Linked DNA regions of Sus scrofa: all the other regions are linked to region 1. Evidence: chromatin contacts called from public Hi-C and HiChIP or PLAC-seq data. All regions are on one chromosome and are shown on one strand. The core of a region is the stretch at or near the end of the contact, and the rest is flanking DNA. Distances in the headings are between cores, read along the strand shown.

What was found. Hi-C and Micro-C count contacts between places; a contact is called where the count stands out from the background. HiChIP or PLAC-seq counts read pairs in DNA pulled down with a chosen protein or histone mark.
Region 2: a contact with region 1 is called in an H3K27ac HiChIP or PLAC-seq map of alveolar macrophages. The contact joins the promoter of PTPN23 here to the promoter of KIF9 in region 1. A contact is called at or near these places in 1 of 5 promoter capture datasets (liver), 4 of 47 Hi-C or Micro-C datasets (embryonic fibroblasts, heart right ventricle, liver and 1 more) and 1 of 2 datasets of contacts at active chromatin or transcription factors (alveolar macrophages).
Region 3: a contact with region 1 is called in a Hi-C map of liver, with 5 times the contacts expected there. The contact joins the promoter of SETD2 here to the promoter of KIF9 in region 1. A contact is called at or near these places in 3 of 47 Hi-C or Micro-C datasets (fibroblasts, heart right ventricle and liver) and 2 of 2 datasets of contacts at active chromatin or transcription factors (alveolar macrophages and skeletal muscle).

The regions. Positions count from the first base shown.
Region 1 is chr13:30,060,628-30,065,526 of Sscrofa11.1, reverse strand. KIF9 (kinesin-like protein KIF9) reads left to right here and starts at 2,656. Exons shown (of 21, transcript XM_021068719.1): 1 at 2,656-2,791; 2 at 3,791-4,033. KLHL18 (kelch-like protein 18) reads right to left here and starts at 2,443. Exons shown (of 11, transcript XM_021068725.1): 1 at 2,190-2,443. The coding sequence starts at 2,318.
Region 2 is chr13:30,188,183-30,193,081 of Sscrofa11.1, reverse strand. It overlaps PTPN23 (tyrosine-protein phosphatase non-receptor type 23), which reads right to left and starts at 2,423. Exons shown (of 25, transcript XM_021068730.1): 1 at 2,148-2,423. The coding sequence starts at 2,231.
Region 3 is chr13:29,993,352-29,998,250 of Sscrofa11.1, reverse strand. It overlaps SETD2 (histone-lysine N-methyltransferase SETD2), which reads left to right and starts at 1,966. Exons shown (of 22, transcript XM_021068704.1): 1 at 1,966-2,219. The coding sequence starts at 2,149. LOC110256227 (a long non-coding RNA gene) reads right to left here and starts at 2,219. Exons shown (of 2, transcript XR_002337517.1): 1 at 1,493-2,219; 2 at 1-474.

The DNA of each region.
Region 1 (4,899 bases), core at 1,407-3,906:
CAAGAGATAGCAACAACAGCAACAACAACAAAAAGACAAAAGACAAAAAAAAAAAAAAAAAAAGACTGGCAGTCTCTGGATATGCGATGGGGTCCTACTGTATAGCACAAGGAACTATATCCAATCTCTTGGGACAGACCATGATGGAAGATGATATAAGAAAAGGAATATATATGTGTATGTATGACTGGATCACTTTGCTGTAGAGCAGAAATTAGCTCAACACAGTAAATCAACTATTCATTAATAATAATAATAATAATAAAGAACTGGCATTCTCAGCTGGAACCACTTCTGATAATTTACTTGTCCTTTGAGTGAACAAAAAGTACTTTAATGGAAAAGTCAAAAAAGTATTTTTATGCCAAGGGTGCTATCCTCCGAATGTGCATTAAGTACAGAGGCAAAATGCAATGCTTTAACTTAGGTAGTGTGACCATCCCACTCTGTCATGCCCTTTTTACTTTTACAAAAATCCCTTACAGCCTAAATCTTAATCCAAAAATTCACCCTCATTACTGCTCTTTACCAGTTTCTACTCACTCCAAGTGTTACTCAACCAGATCCTTTTGCTTACAAATCTATAGTAGCCTTAGAGTTCCCATCATGGCTCAGTAGTTAACAAATCCAACTAGGAACCACGGGGTTTCAGGTTCCATCCCTGGCCTCGCTCAGTGGGTTAAGGATCCAGCCCGGCGTTGCTGTGAGCTGTGGTGTAGGTCGCAGATGTGGCTCGGATGCCAAGTTGCTGTGGCTGTGGCATAGGCTGGCAGCTACAGCTCCAATTAGACCCCTAGCCTGGGAACCTCCATATGCCGAGTGTGCAGCCCTAGAAAAGCCACCCCCCCAAAAAAAAGTCTAGCAGCCTTGATTCACCACTACCATGTCATCACCATGGACAAAAATCTCTCATTTACATTTACTTCCTCTGCCTCCTTTCGTCCAGCTCATTCTTCTCAAATCCCTTGGTTCCCCACCAAAGATGCTTTCCCCTCTCCATCTATTTCATTCCTCTCCTGGAATACTAATCTTAGGATGGGTTTAGGGATGAAAACCTTAGGCCAGGCATTTTGCAAAGAATACCACAAATTTCCTCATTTAATCCTCATACAAATACTAAGATTTAGGAATTATCCCTATTTTTCCATGTGGAAAACTGATGTTAAATAACTTGCCCAAGGTTACAACTAGCATTTTAATCCAAACCCTTCTATTTCAAAAGCCGCACTCTTAACCATTGTACTCTATTGTCTCCAGAGTCTGACTCAAATATGTGGGAAAAAAGTTTCCTTAACTTTGTAGACAATAAGAAGAAAAAAGATCTCTGAATAACTTTGTTTTTTAAACAGGGTCTTCGCAGATGCTGACAGCCTTCTAGCCAAAGCTCAAAAGGGAACATCACCTGCAGCAGAATCTCTCCACCTGGAGGGCTCCTCAGGGCTCAGCAGCTTGGCCAAGGAGCAGCACAGCAAGCATCTCCAGCAAGAATGGATGCAAGGCACAGGAGGAAGGCTGGATCTTGGGCACAGAGTGCCAATAGGGAACAGGTGATTAAGAGATCCCCGTCCCCATGAAGCCCATCAGTTCATTCTGAGACCTTCGTGGTGGTGGTGGTGGTAGTGTGCCTTTTAGTGCGGAACAGAGTAGCTGCCCACCTCAAAAGATTCCCAGATCCGATTTTAAAAGCTTTTAAGAGACAAGGTAGTCACCTAACAATCAAGGGCAAGCAATGACTCCTATGAAAAAGCCTACACATCTACGACAGCGCAGCTAACTTCGAGGGGGCACCAAGAAACGTCTATGGTGGTAAGAAAAGTGCTCCCGTGATGCCTACTAGAATGTAGAGACGGCCACGGCCCCCTCCTCCATAGAGGAGCTGCAAATCCATTTTCCCTTGGTCTGTGTGACAGAAAAGGGAGGCGGCACCCCAATGTCTTCACTCCGAGGGCCTCAGCGACGCACCTCTCGAGCCCTTTCCTTCTAAGGAGTAAGAGGCGTCCCTGTCCGTCGCCCCGCTTAGCCCCAGTCCCCCTCTAGAATTCGGCAATTCTCTCTCCCCTACTCGCTCTCCCTCCAACCTCCTTTCCCCACCCCTCAGCGTGCTAGACCTCTCCTCCCCTATTCCTCGCCTCTCTTCCCTCCCCATTTGGTCCCTTGGCCCCGACTGTCGAACCGCCTGGCCCTGGTACCTTGAGCGTCACGTCGCACAGCTTGCCCTGCCGTCGAATCTCCTCCATGACGCCGTAGCCGCGACTAGGCAACTCGGACACAGAGAAGTGCACCAGGTCCTCCAGCTCCTCAGCGCCGTCCTCCACCATCTTCCTCTGCCGCCGCGACTGCGCAGGCCCAGCCTGCCGCCCCGAAACTAAGCAGGGCGGGGCGAGAGAGCGTGCGGCCGGCAGCTCGGAGCTCCGGGCTGGAGTAGGAAGGGCCTGCGCGGCCGCCGTAGTCTCAGACTACTTTGTGCCGGAAGCCCAACCGCCCCGCTTCCTAGTTCTTGCGCATCCTTTGTTTCCTCGTTACCGCGACCCTCGCTTCGCGCCTGCAGCTGCCGCAGTCTTTCTTGATTAATCCGTCCCATCTCCCGTCCTTCTTACTCAGCCCTGACCTTACTCATATCTCAACAGAGGACAGAGAACTTCATTTCCGCCACTACCCCGTGCTTCCTGAATCGCCGGAAGCGGCAGGTTGCCATGGCGACTGTGTACACAGCCTGGCAGAGGCTCAAGCCGGGATTCCTTCGCTGCTCCTGCTGCGGTCGTGCTGTGGGAGGGCTCCTACCGCCGAAGAGGTAATCAGGCATCATGCTTCGCCGGGGTTGGGAGGAGGGAAGCCGGAAAGCAGGTGTTGGCTCTGGCGGCGGGCAGTCGCTGGAATTTGAACAGCGCTCCACCTGGGAATTCTCCACTTTGGCTCAGTAACCTGTGAAACCTGGGCGGAGGAGGGCGAAGCGTCGCGGGGACCCTTTTAGCCTGGCTGCCGCTAAGGGTGTTCGAATCTAACGTTCCCTGGCCCCACGAGGGCCCTGCGTCGCGTCTGAGGTTTAGAGACCTCTAGTCTTCTGGACCCTTATGTGTTCGTAGAATTTCTAGTTGGAGTGGGCTTTGGGATTGCCAGTCCCAGCTGTTCGCTTTACAGATGTAGAAACCTCTCCAGAGAGGGATAGAGATGGTCTCCAAACCCACTGCCGAATGCCACACAAGGGTCCAGCATGTTGGGTCAGGAAAAGGAGAAAGGCTAGTTCTACTTGAGTTCCAGTCTTTTGTTTAGTCCAAGGCTAGGTGCGTTTGGGCTCTGGGAGGCTCTGATGCTGCTGCCTCTCTAGTGGCTCTGAGAGTTCTGATGGCCGCTCAGAGGTTCACTTTTTTTTTTTTTAATGGCCGCACCCATGGCATTCGGAAATTCCTGGGCCAGGGTTTGAATCTAAGTCACAGCTTCGACCTGCAGATCCTTTAACCCACTGCCCCAGACTGGGTATCAAACCCGCACTTTAGCAGGGACCTGAGCTACTGCAGTCGAATTCTTAAGCTACTGTGCCACAGCAGGACCTCCATAGGTTCACTTATTTACACCAGAAATAACTAAATGTGGTGTCCTTGAGGAAGAAGCATTTCCTACAAGGTCCTGGGGGAGAATGACCCTACTAAAAGGGAAAAGTGTTGAGGGGCTGGAGTTGGCTTCTTGCAGGTGGTGCCTGGAAACCCATTGTCTGCCTGGAAGTGTTGTGATGTTAGGGGTGGAGGCAGTATGGGAAAGGAGTGACATTATTTGCTCTTTGGGACTCTCTCAGTAGTGACCGAAGATGGACCCACATATGGAAATTCAGCCATCCTCTGACTTCCAGCCATGACCATCACCACCAATCACCATTTCTTAAGCACCTGCTCTGTGCTGAGCACTGTTCTGAACTTTGAGGGGGGATTCAAAAGAGATAGAAGGCACAGTCCTGTCCCTCAAGCAGCTTGTAATTTAATCTGGGAGCTGAAACCCACTCAAATGATGCGGCGTAAGAACGGTAACAAGCATTATTTCAGTAAGTGCACAATGGCATGGGGTCCTCAAATGTCTGGGTGTTGAGGGGCTGCTAGATAGCAGACTCACAGGAAGGAGCCAGTTAATAGAGAAAGCTGGTCTCAAGTGGATATGGGTCCTGGTGTGCCTGGAGCCATGGGTGTAAGCATGGGAAGTGCCTTGGGAAGCATAGATATGATGACTGCATGTGCATGTGGGCAAACTGCTGGGCAGAAAAGGGGCAGGCTCTGAGGGGAGGGAAATGCTTGGAGGTGGCTTCATGCTGCCCTTGGGCTGTCATTGGGGAGTGGTTTCCAGGAGGGGGGCTTGGGCATCTGCCCCCAGAGCTGTCCTGTTTCTTCATGGTCCCTTGCAGAGGGCACCTTGGACAGTATCTTAACTTCCTTGGGCTGGAGGATGGTTCTCCAGACGGGTATGGAGAATGCTTCCCAGAGCTTTAGATTTCGAAGGTCATTGTTTGCTTGAGTCAACACACCTCCCTCCACTCTCCACTTCCCAATAGCCTAGATCAAAGTGAACTTGGAAATGAGATATTCTCTTTAGTTTCCTCAATTTGGGAGTCATGTTAGAGCTATTTGTGGCTTTTCATTTCAAGAGCTCAATTTTGCAAACGAAGATTTTGGAACTGAAATTGGACAAGCTGTTATCCTTAGGTACCTTTTAGATTCATTTTCTAAGAATTAAAAGATCTGAAAGATCTCACAGTGACCAGGAAAAGACTTCCATGAAGTAATTAGTTGAGGAATGTTGGAAGTGACACATGCTCTACAGTAGGCAAATGTGAAAATAACGTTTGCTTATTTGAAGTGACAGTTGAAGGGTTTGTAATAGGGTTAGAATTTTTTATTTTGTCTGCTTCATTAAAAC
Region 2 (4,899 bases), core at 1,174-3,673, 130 kb before region 1:
GGAGGCCCAGGGCTTCCAGGGAAATCACTGCTCACGTAGTACCTTGAGGGCTAGCTGTGAGTGAAAAGAGCATCAGAGGCTAAACTCAAACAAAAAGATTTCCAAGGAGTTCCTGAGCTAAGATTTTATCCACTGAATTTCCATAAATTTATGCCACTATCTCTTAATTTCCTCTCAACTGTCATTCGGTCAATTGAGAAACATTTTCCTGCATGCCAACTATGTAGAATGGCCCCTGCTAGATTATGAGTTGCATGGAGATGTCTCTCAGGAAATTTACCATTCAGTGTGGGGGGGGGGGAGGGTAAACGGCGCACATAACTGTCACCAAGAAAAAGATAAAAAAAAAAAGAGTTAGAGATTCAGAGAAGGGAAAGATTAATCCAGACGAAAGAAGGCTTATGGATGAGACAGAGCTTAAACAGGACCTTGAAAGACAAACAGAACCAATAAACAGACATTAAAAACAAGCCCCAGCCCCACCCTACAGGGCAAAGATGAGAGCTGGTCCGGATGGAATTTCACAACCAAATGCATAGAAGACCAAACATACAGAGAATATTAAGGGAACAAAAGTGGCTATGAAAAGAATCTGGGATACTTGTATTAGAAGAACACAGAAGCACATACTGGGCCCTGAAGAAATGCTGAAAGAACTGGGGTAGGTCAGAGAGAACTCTAAATGGGTTACGGATGAACTACGAAACAAAGGAGTTTTGTTGTCTTTTACAGAAATTCATCCAATTGTACTTGTATAAAAGAGCAGAGGGAGGAGCTCTCTGCTGTGGTGTAACAATATCCACAGCATCTCTGGAGCAGTGGGACTCAGGTTCAATCCCCCACCTGGCACAATGGGTTAAGGATCCAGCGTTGCCACAGCTATGGCACTGGTCAAAACCGTGGCTCAGATCTGATCCCTGGCCTGGGAACTCCAAATGCTGCAGGGCAGCCAAAAAAAGAAAAAAAGGAAGGACCAGATGGAGAAAAGACCCAAGTTTTGGACAGAGCTAACAAGATTCTGGAATTTTAGATCAACTAATCTAACTTCCTGGTCTTACAACTGAGGGAAAAGATGCCCAAAGACATTAAATTATAGACCCAAAGGAATACAAACTGTTAGTATCTGAACTAAGGCAGGGGTGTAAAGAGAGAAAGAGAGAGCTTCTTGGGAAACTACTTTTTAACCAATTTTCTTTCTTCTATTTCTTTTCTCAAGCACCTGAGTGGTGCACCATCTAGCTTTTGGCAGACGCTGTGCTAAAACCACAAGGATGTCAAACTCCAAGGGCCTCCTGGTTTTACTTTTCACTTCCCCTCTTACTCTCAATGCTACCAGTGGTCCTTCCCAAGGCAGTAGATACATGCCTCAGACAGCACCTGATTCCCAGTCGACAAACCTGGCCCCATTTTGTACCGGCCATACATGATCTCGCCATAGCGTTCCCTTCCCTCCATTAAGGCTAAACCTGCCTGATTCCTCCCTCCAAATGAAGATTCAACAAACGACTGCGAAGGTCTCTCCAGGAGCTTCAACACTGTTTATCCTCTCTGAGCAGTCGTGAAAAGCAGCAACCCTCCCCCAGATGACATGGAACTGCATCTTTTGGTCCAAATGGGATCCAGATTAGAGTTCTTCTGAGATCAGAAGAGAATTGCATCAAATGTCAGAGAAACTCCAATCGCAGATCAAGCATTCCAGTGGGTCATCCTCATCCTAGTCGGGTCGTGGACTGATTGCGCACCGAGCGCCGGGCACAACCATTCCACCCAGACGGTCACAGGGGGACGCCCACTGATCTCCGTGGGACAGTCCTGGCGTGAAAAGGGGGCGGGCAGAACTAGATCCAGAGCGTCACACAGAGGAAGTGAGGTGCCTTGGTGGGAACCGTGGATAGCCCTGGGCCAGAAGTGGAAAAGCTGGTTCCAACCAGACAGCGGGAGCTAGCCCCGGGCGGGCGAGAAGAGAAAATGGTCTGCGGTCTCGCGTGGGTGGACCAGGCTAAGGAAAGTCAGCGGAGGCCGTTCCTGCCTCACCCGACCCTGCGACAGGGCCTGGGAGAGAATGGACGCGCAGGGGGCGTCACGCGCTGGCGGACGACGGAGATACCCCGGAAAAGTGGGGGGTGGGGGGTGGGAGGCGCACTCACCTTCTTCACGGCTGACTGAAAGTGGAAGTCACCGGCCTCTTTCAGGTCCAGCCAGATCATGGGCATGCGGGGAACGGCCTCCATGGCGGCTGGCGCTCCCCCTGCCACCCAGCAGCTTCCCTAGCTTTAACAGCAGGGGCTCAACCGCGCGCACCGCACCGCCCCTCCACGCCGGAAGTCGCTTGTCACGCGGGGATGAAAAAAAAGCCCCCAGGGCCTGCTGGGAGATGCAGTCCCCGTCCGCGCAGCCTTGCGTCCAGGATCAGTTTCCGTTGCGCATGCTCAATCTCCTCCGCGTGAGACTAGGGCGTAGAGGGCAAAATCTCCAGCCAGCGGCGAAAGCGTTTCTGGGAGTAGTAGTCTTTCTGCACTGATCTTCCAGGCAGGGCGCCTACTGGTTTACTTCTCCAGAGCAAAGTAAACCTGCCAGGTCTGGCTACAGCCCTTAGCGTTCTCTACTCAGGGGAAGGACATTAAAAAACAGTCCTGTAGGAGTTCCATCTGCGGCGCAGGGTCCGGATCCAGCACTGCCCTGCGTAGGTGGCAGGTGCAGCTAGGATTTGATCCCCTGCCTGGGAACTGCCTGCTGCAGGTACGGCCGAAAAAGAAAAAAAAAAAAAAAAAAAAAGGTTAAAATGACAGACTTTACGATAGGTACATCTTACCAAAATTTAAAAAAATGAAGAAGAAAGAAAGAAAAGAGGAGTTCCTGTCGTGGCGCAGTGGTTAACGAATCCGACTAGGAACCATGAGGTTGTGGGTTCGACCCCTGCCCTTGCTCAGTGGGTCAAGGTTCCGGCGTTGCCGTGAGCTGTGGTGTAGGTCACAGACGCGGCTCGGATCCTCCTTTGCTGTGGCTCTAGCATAGGCTGGCAGCTACAGCTCCGATTCGACCCCTAGCCCGGGAACCTCAATATGCCGCAGGAGCTGCCCAAGAAATGGCAAAAAGACAAAAAAAAAAAAAAAAAAAAAAAAAAAAAAAAAACAGAAAGAAAAGAAAAGAAAATTCAAGGCCATGAAGATAAAAATTTTTTTAAGGAAAAAGAAAAATTTACCAGCATCTTAAAAGTTGTTTCTGGAGGACTATCTTGGAGTCACCTTCTCATAGGTGGGAGAAATGATGATAAGACCACAAGTCTGAAATCAAGGTATCAGCAATGTTGGTTTCTTCTGAGGCCTTGCTCCTTGGTTTGTAGATGGATGTCTTCTACCCGTGTCTTCTCATAGTCTATGTTCTAATCTCCTTTTTTTTTTTTTCTTTAAGTCTTTTTGCCTTGCCTAGGGCCACTCCTGCGGCATATGGAGGTTCCCAGGCTAGGGGTCCAGTTGGAGCTGTAGTTGCTGGCCTACGCCAGAGCCACAGCAACACTGGATCTGAGCCGCGTCTGCGAGCTACACCACAGCTCAGGGCAACGCCGGATCCTCAACCCACTGAGCAAGGCCGGGGATTGAACCCACAACCTCATGGTTCTTAGTCGGATTGGTTAACCACTGAGCCACAACGGGAACTCCCTAATCTCCTCTTACAAGGACACCAGTCATATGGGATTAAGGCCTCATAACCTCCTGTTAACTTAATTCTTTTTGTTTTTGTGTTTTTCAGCTGCACCTGCAGCATATGGAAATTCATGGGCCAGGAGTGGAATATGAGCTGCAGCTTCGACCTCTGCCACACCTGCAGCAAAGCTGGATCCTTAACCTTTTATGCCAGAGCGGGAACTCTTAGTTAACTCTTTAAAGACTCCATCTCTGGAGTTCCCTTCATTGCACAGTGGAAACAAATCCGATTAGGAACCATGAGGTTGACAGTTTGATCCCTGGCCTCACTCAGTGGGTTAAGGATCTGGCATTCTTGTGAGCTGTGGTGTAGGTCATAGACGAGGCTCGGATCTGAGTTGCTGTAGCTGTGGTGTAGGCCGATTGGACCCCTAGCTTGGGAACCTCCATATGCCATGAGTGCGGCCCTAAAAAGCAAAAAAGCAAAAAAAATAAAAATAAAAAAGATCCATCTCCACGTATATTCACACTCTGAAACTCTGAAGTATTGAGGGTTAGTACCAAAGCTTATGAATCTTGGGAGACACAATTCAGCCCATAACACATGGTTTCAGTGACATGAAGGGAAATTGTTATGAGAGGGATCAAAGACCAAGAGGTCCCATGAGAGGGTCTTGAGGCAGTGGGGTAAGGATGGGTCAGTGGAAGTGAGGCAGCAAGAAGGATGTCTCTGGGGTTAAAAGTGCTCTCCTAATGCACATACTTCCTCACATAGATGGGAAAATTTGGGAGTTAAGGGAAGTCTAAGACAGGACAGTACTGAGGGAGGGTAGGTCCCATCACAAGGGGCAGCCAACACCCCATTCAGCTAGGTCAGTTAAACCCTTTCTCAAGACAACCCTCCTGTCAGAAATGGAACAGCCTCACAGACACACAGATGTTCTCCCCCATTTTACCAATGTGGATCCACTTTGCTGATGTGAACACAGCCCTGAACTGAGGAGCAGATCACTCAGGTCTCCCAGTAAGTAAATAAAAGTGTCCAGGCTGGGCCTGGGTCTCCTTCCTTTTAGTTCATTTATTCAATGAATATTTATTCAACACTCACTGTGCCCTATGCACTTTCTAGGCACTGTCGGATAAGACAGGCAGATCTCTACCCTCGTGAGGTTACAGTCTAATGAGGGAAGATAAACGTTACCATGATAAAAAAAAATACAGTATATGAGATGGCTTTGGTAACTGTTATGGCAAC
Region 3 (4,899 bases), core at 717-3,216, 67 kb after region 1:
TAAGCAAGGCCAAGGATTGAACCTGCATCCTCATGAATACTAGTTGGGTTCTTAACCTGCTGAGCCACAATGGGAATTCCTGTTTCATACATTTTAGTTTAATAATCACAACACTCTGTGCAGTGTTGTGCAGTGGAAAATATCTCTTTTTATTGATGAAGCACTGGAAAAGTAACCATGCCTAATGTCACATAGCTAGAAAGTGGCAGGGCTGGCATACAATGCCAGGTAGAACCAGCTCTTAATCCCTGTACTATAATGGCTGAATAAGTTCTGACATTTATTGAATATTTAAAGCTTTACAAATATTATCTCATTGGATCCTCACAATAGTGAGGTCGTGTCCACAATAATTTTCTCATCTTACAGTGAGAAAAAGCAGAGAAATTAGGTAATATTCATGGTTCATAAAGAAGTAGCCATGGGAGACTTGAACCAAGGGAATCAGATGGGCTCTGGACCTGGATGCCATGCCTAAAAACCAGAAAAAAAAAGCCCAATTAATTCCCAAGTGAGAAACAATGATGACAAAGTACTAATAGACTCTGACAGCATATATATATATGTGTGTGTGTGTGTATACACACACACACCTATACACATAGAATGTAAAAAAGAGCCAGTAAAGGACGTCTAGTGTCATATACTTTCAGGCTGTTAAAACGTAATACCATAGATTGGGTCTACAAACAAGAGAAATTTATTTCTCACAGTTCTGGAGGCTGACGGTCAGAGATCAGGGTGCCAACATGGCTGAGTTCTGGTAAGGGCCTTCTTTTGGGCTTCAGACTGCTCAATGGGCTTTCATAAGGGCACTAATTCCATTCACTCGAAGGCGCCACTCTCATGAAGTACTCAACTCCCAAATGCCCCACCTTCTAATACCATTATCTTGGGGGACAGAATTTCATAAATGAATTTGTGGGGTGGAATACACATTCCGTCCATAACACTCGATCCAATTGTTTGCTGGTAAAATCCGATTCAAAATTACAGTGGGGAAAAAAAAAACTACAAAAAAATTGATGAACTCCCAATTTCGAAATGATCAATTGCCATAAACTCTTCAACGTCCTGAGAGTTTAGCTAATGGCTTTATGCATTCTTCTCTCTGCTTCCAAAAATACTTAGTCTCACCGCGTCATTTTTGCAAGAATGTGATTAATAGTCTTTTCTTAAAGGACATTTCCTCTAAGGTCTTAAGAACCACGCAGAAGCGCTGCTCCAATGTTGAGGCGGGGGCAGAATACAGCTTCAGGTGAGGGGGTAGCTGACTGGACATTGCCGGGAGATGGGCGGTGGGGGCCCAGCCTGCCCAGAGCTGGCGGACTGGCGGAAGGGGCGTCCCCAGGGCTCGGCTTTTAAGGGCGAATCACCGGCACAGCACCGTTTCCATACTGGCTGAGGGGTGAGATGAAGAGGCAAGGAGGAGGAGAAACAGAAATACAGGAGAGAGGGGCCAGAGGCTCAGGAGAAGCGGCGACCGCCTTACCTCAGAGCCCGCAGGCCTGGGGGAGGGGCCCTCGGCGCCGCTGCGGACTCTGGCGCTCCCGAAGGGCTGGTTTTCAAGGGCGGTGGGGCAGGAAGGTTGGTGTCCCGCGGGGCTCGGGATGTTCCTCCGACGTCGCGCGTAGACAACCCCGGGACGCACCGGGTCACGCCTCAGCACCCTGCCGCCTCAGCGGGCCCGAGGGAGGGGTCGCGACGCTGCGGCTCTCTGTCCGGGGCGGGCCAACAGTTCTAGGGCCTGAGGCTTATTGTTCCGGGAAGTCGTAGGCAAAGTCGGGCTGGGTCTTCAGGCTGCGCCCAGCCTCTCCCACCCTTCCCGCCCCTCCCGTCCCGATCTGAGGTCAACCCACAGCTGCCAGCGCGACGACTGGCGGCGGAAGCGCGGCGAGTGCGTGTCTCTTTAAGGGGCCGGGCCTGTGCGGCTGAGGGGCGGGCGGGGTACGCGTCGCTCACGGTGTGAGAGTGTGGGGGAGAAAGCGGCGGGCGGGCGCCGGAGGGAGGGAGGGAGCAAGCGAGCAAGCGACGCGGGCCGCCCCTGCCGCCGCCGCCGCGGTCGGACCTGCGGCCTCCTCCCCTCCCCTCCCTCGCGTCGCCCTGCCGCGGGGAGGGGGCTCGCGTCGCCGCCTCCAGTAGCTCCTGATGAAGCAGCTGCCGCCGCAGCCGCCTCCGAAGATGGGGGATTTCTACGACCCCGAGCACCCGACCCCTGAGTAAGTATCAGCTCCGTGGCCTCCTCCTGCCCTCTGCCGCCTTTACCCGAGCGGGGGGCGGCGCGTCCTGACGGCTGTTGGCGCAGAGAGTAACGGGTGCGCGGTGGACTCGCGCGGGCGGCGTGGGGAGCAGGCCCGCGCCGCAGCCACAGTCCCCTCGTCCGGGCCGCCGCGGGTTGGCGGTTGGGCCCGGCGTTGGCGCCGCTGCTCGCGTCGCAGCGGCAGTTGGGCCGGGCCGGGCCGGTGGGGGAGGGGCGGCGCGGCCTCAGCTGCCGCCGCGTCTGTACCGACCCGGCTGGCCCAAGCCTTGGCGGTCTCCTTCGGCTCCTCGCGGTGCGTTGGGGCCGCGTTGTAGAGCAAGGAGCCGAGTCCGCGGAGCAGCCGGTGCCAGACTCGGCGAGAGGGCACTGGCGAGGGTAGGCCGCGAATCCCCGGGCTCGGGTGGAAGCCTGGCCCGTCGCCTGGCCTCCCGGCGACGGCGGCTCTGACCGGAAGGGCCTAGCGCGCGTCGCCTGGCCCAGGGCGGCCGAGGGACTCGCGCTGCGCTCTCGGTTTTGATTTTTTTTTTTCCCTCTTGGAACTCGTTCCAGGCCTGGTGGTGCTCCCGGCTTCATATTCTGCACCTTTGGCACTTTGATTTTGTAATGGCGAGGTTTGAGTGGCCCCGCTGTTGAGGTGACACTGGGTTTGTTTTTCCGCTCGAAAATGAAAGCCTCTGGAGGGGCATACATTCTCTACTAGATTATGAGATTTGCACACTTTCGGACACTTTACTTCCTTGGTAGCAGAAACCTCTTACTCTAAATGGATGACTTTCTACGCCTTGTGAATAATTTGGTAAAAACCAGGAATCATTTGAGGGTTTTCTAAGCAGTGTTCCAGAAGACCGAAAAATCGTTTTGCCCAATAGTCTATTTTCAACCTAGGACATTTTTACATTTCTGTTGAAGGCTCTGCTACTGTATCTGTTATCTCAAGAGAGCTTCCACTCCTTCTGATCCTGGATTCACTTGTTTCTCAACGTCCTCACAAAACTATCGTTTTAAAAAGCTATACTTAACCTCCATTTGCTGGTGTTGGTTGAAGTCTGGACCTAAGAATATACAACTCATTTCAAACTTAGCTGTTGATAGGGTTTTCAGATGCGGCTGTCACTTCTAAGACCAGAATGATTCCAAGAGATTTGCTCTTTTGACACATTTTGCCTTAGTTCTGCTATGGCTCTTTTTTGGAACCCTTTGCCAAATCTTTTCATCTTGGTCCAGAAATGTCTGGGTCTTACTTGATAGTTCTTAGGTTCACTTTTCCACTCAGAAGGATTCTGTTGGGGTGTAGGTGGTTATACCTGAACAAAAAGAGGAATAATGATTCTGCCTTTCTAAAACAAAACCCAGCTCTTATTTGCAATAGTAAATTGTCTCAACATGTTATATCCTTTCATGAGTTCTTGCCTATAGTCTAACCTTACCTTAAATAGATTGTTTGGATTTACTGTGCAATCATCAGTTCAGTTACAAAGCTCATGTATATAGTTTTTGGTTCGAGAACTGGAAAACCTCAAAAAAAAAAAATTCTGTGTAATGATCCAATAAATGCTCATTGAGCATTTATCCTGTGCAAAATAACACTCTAGCCCCTGAAGGCGCTAAGTGCCTGCTTTCAGTTCCTTTTTCCAGGTTATTTGTTGAAGTCCAGAAGCTTTAAGGACCACATGCTTAAACTTCTTGAGGGAAAACATAATTTTTCATACTGTGTGGGAAAGTGGACTCAGAAGTACATCTTCAGTGGACCAGAGTGTGGGGAGGAATGAAGAATGTTTTATGGGCGTTCCTGTTATGGCTCAGTGGTTAAAAAACTTGACTAGCATCCATGAGGATGCGGGTTCGATCCCTGGCATCGCTCAGTGGGTTAAGGATCCGGCATTGCCATGAATTGTGTAGGTCCCAGACGTGGCTCGGATCCGGCATTGCTGTGGCTGTGGCTGTAGTCTGGTGGCTACAGCTCCATTTGGACCCCTAGCCTGGAACCTCCATATGCCTTGGGTGTAGCCCTAAAAAGACCAAAAAAAAAAAAAAAAAAAAAGACAAAATTTTTTTGTGTGTGAACCCACATGGAGTATGTAAAGAAGACGTTTTTTGTCATAATACTGTAGAAAGTGGAAGTGGTCTTGGTAGGCATCATGAACAGTATCACCAGTTTCGTTGATGTAGGAATTGAAGCCTAGGTATGTGAAATGTTAACAAACATTAAAAAGTAGTATGTGTAAGCTAGTTTGAGTTTGCACCACTGGAGAGAGAAAAGTGGTATAGTATAGGGTTAAAGAACTTGAATTTCAGAGTCAGGGAGACCTGGACTTGAATGCTAGTTGAACCTTGAGCAAGTGATTTCATCTCTCCAAGTTTTGGGTTTTCTCGTCTTTGAGGTAGGTGTCGTAATGGAAGCAACTTCACAGGGCCTTTGGGAGAATAATGTATGAAAAGCACTTCGCACAGAGTGCGCGTATCTTTCTACCTCGGGTCATGGGGGAAAGCTTAAGACATAGTTTTTTTTTTTTTTTGGTCTTTTTGGGGCTGCACCTGCGGCATATGGAGGTTCCCAGGCTAGGGGTCTAATCGGAGCTATAGCCCAGTGGTTAAAAAACCTGACTAGCATCCATGAGGATGCGGGTTCCATCCCTGGC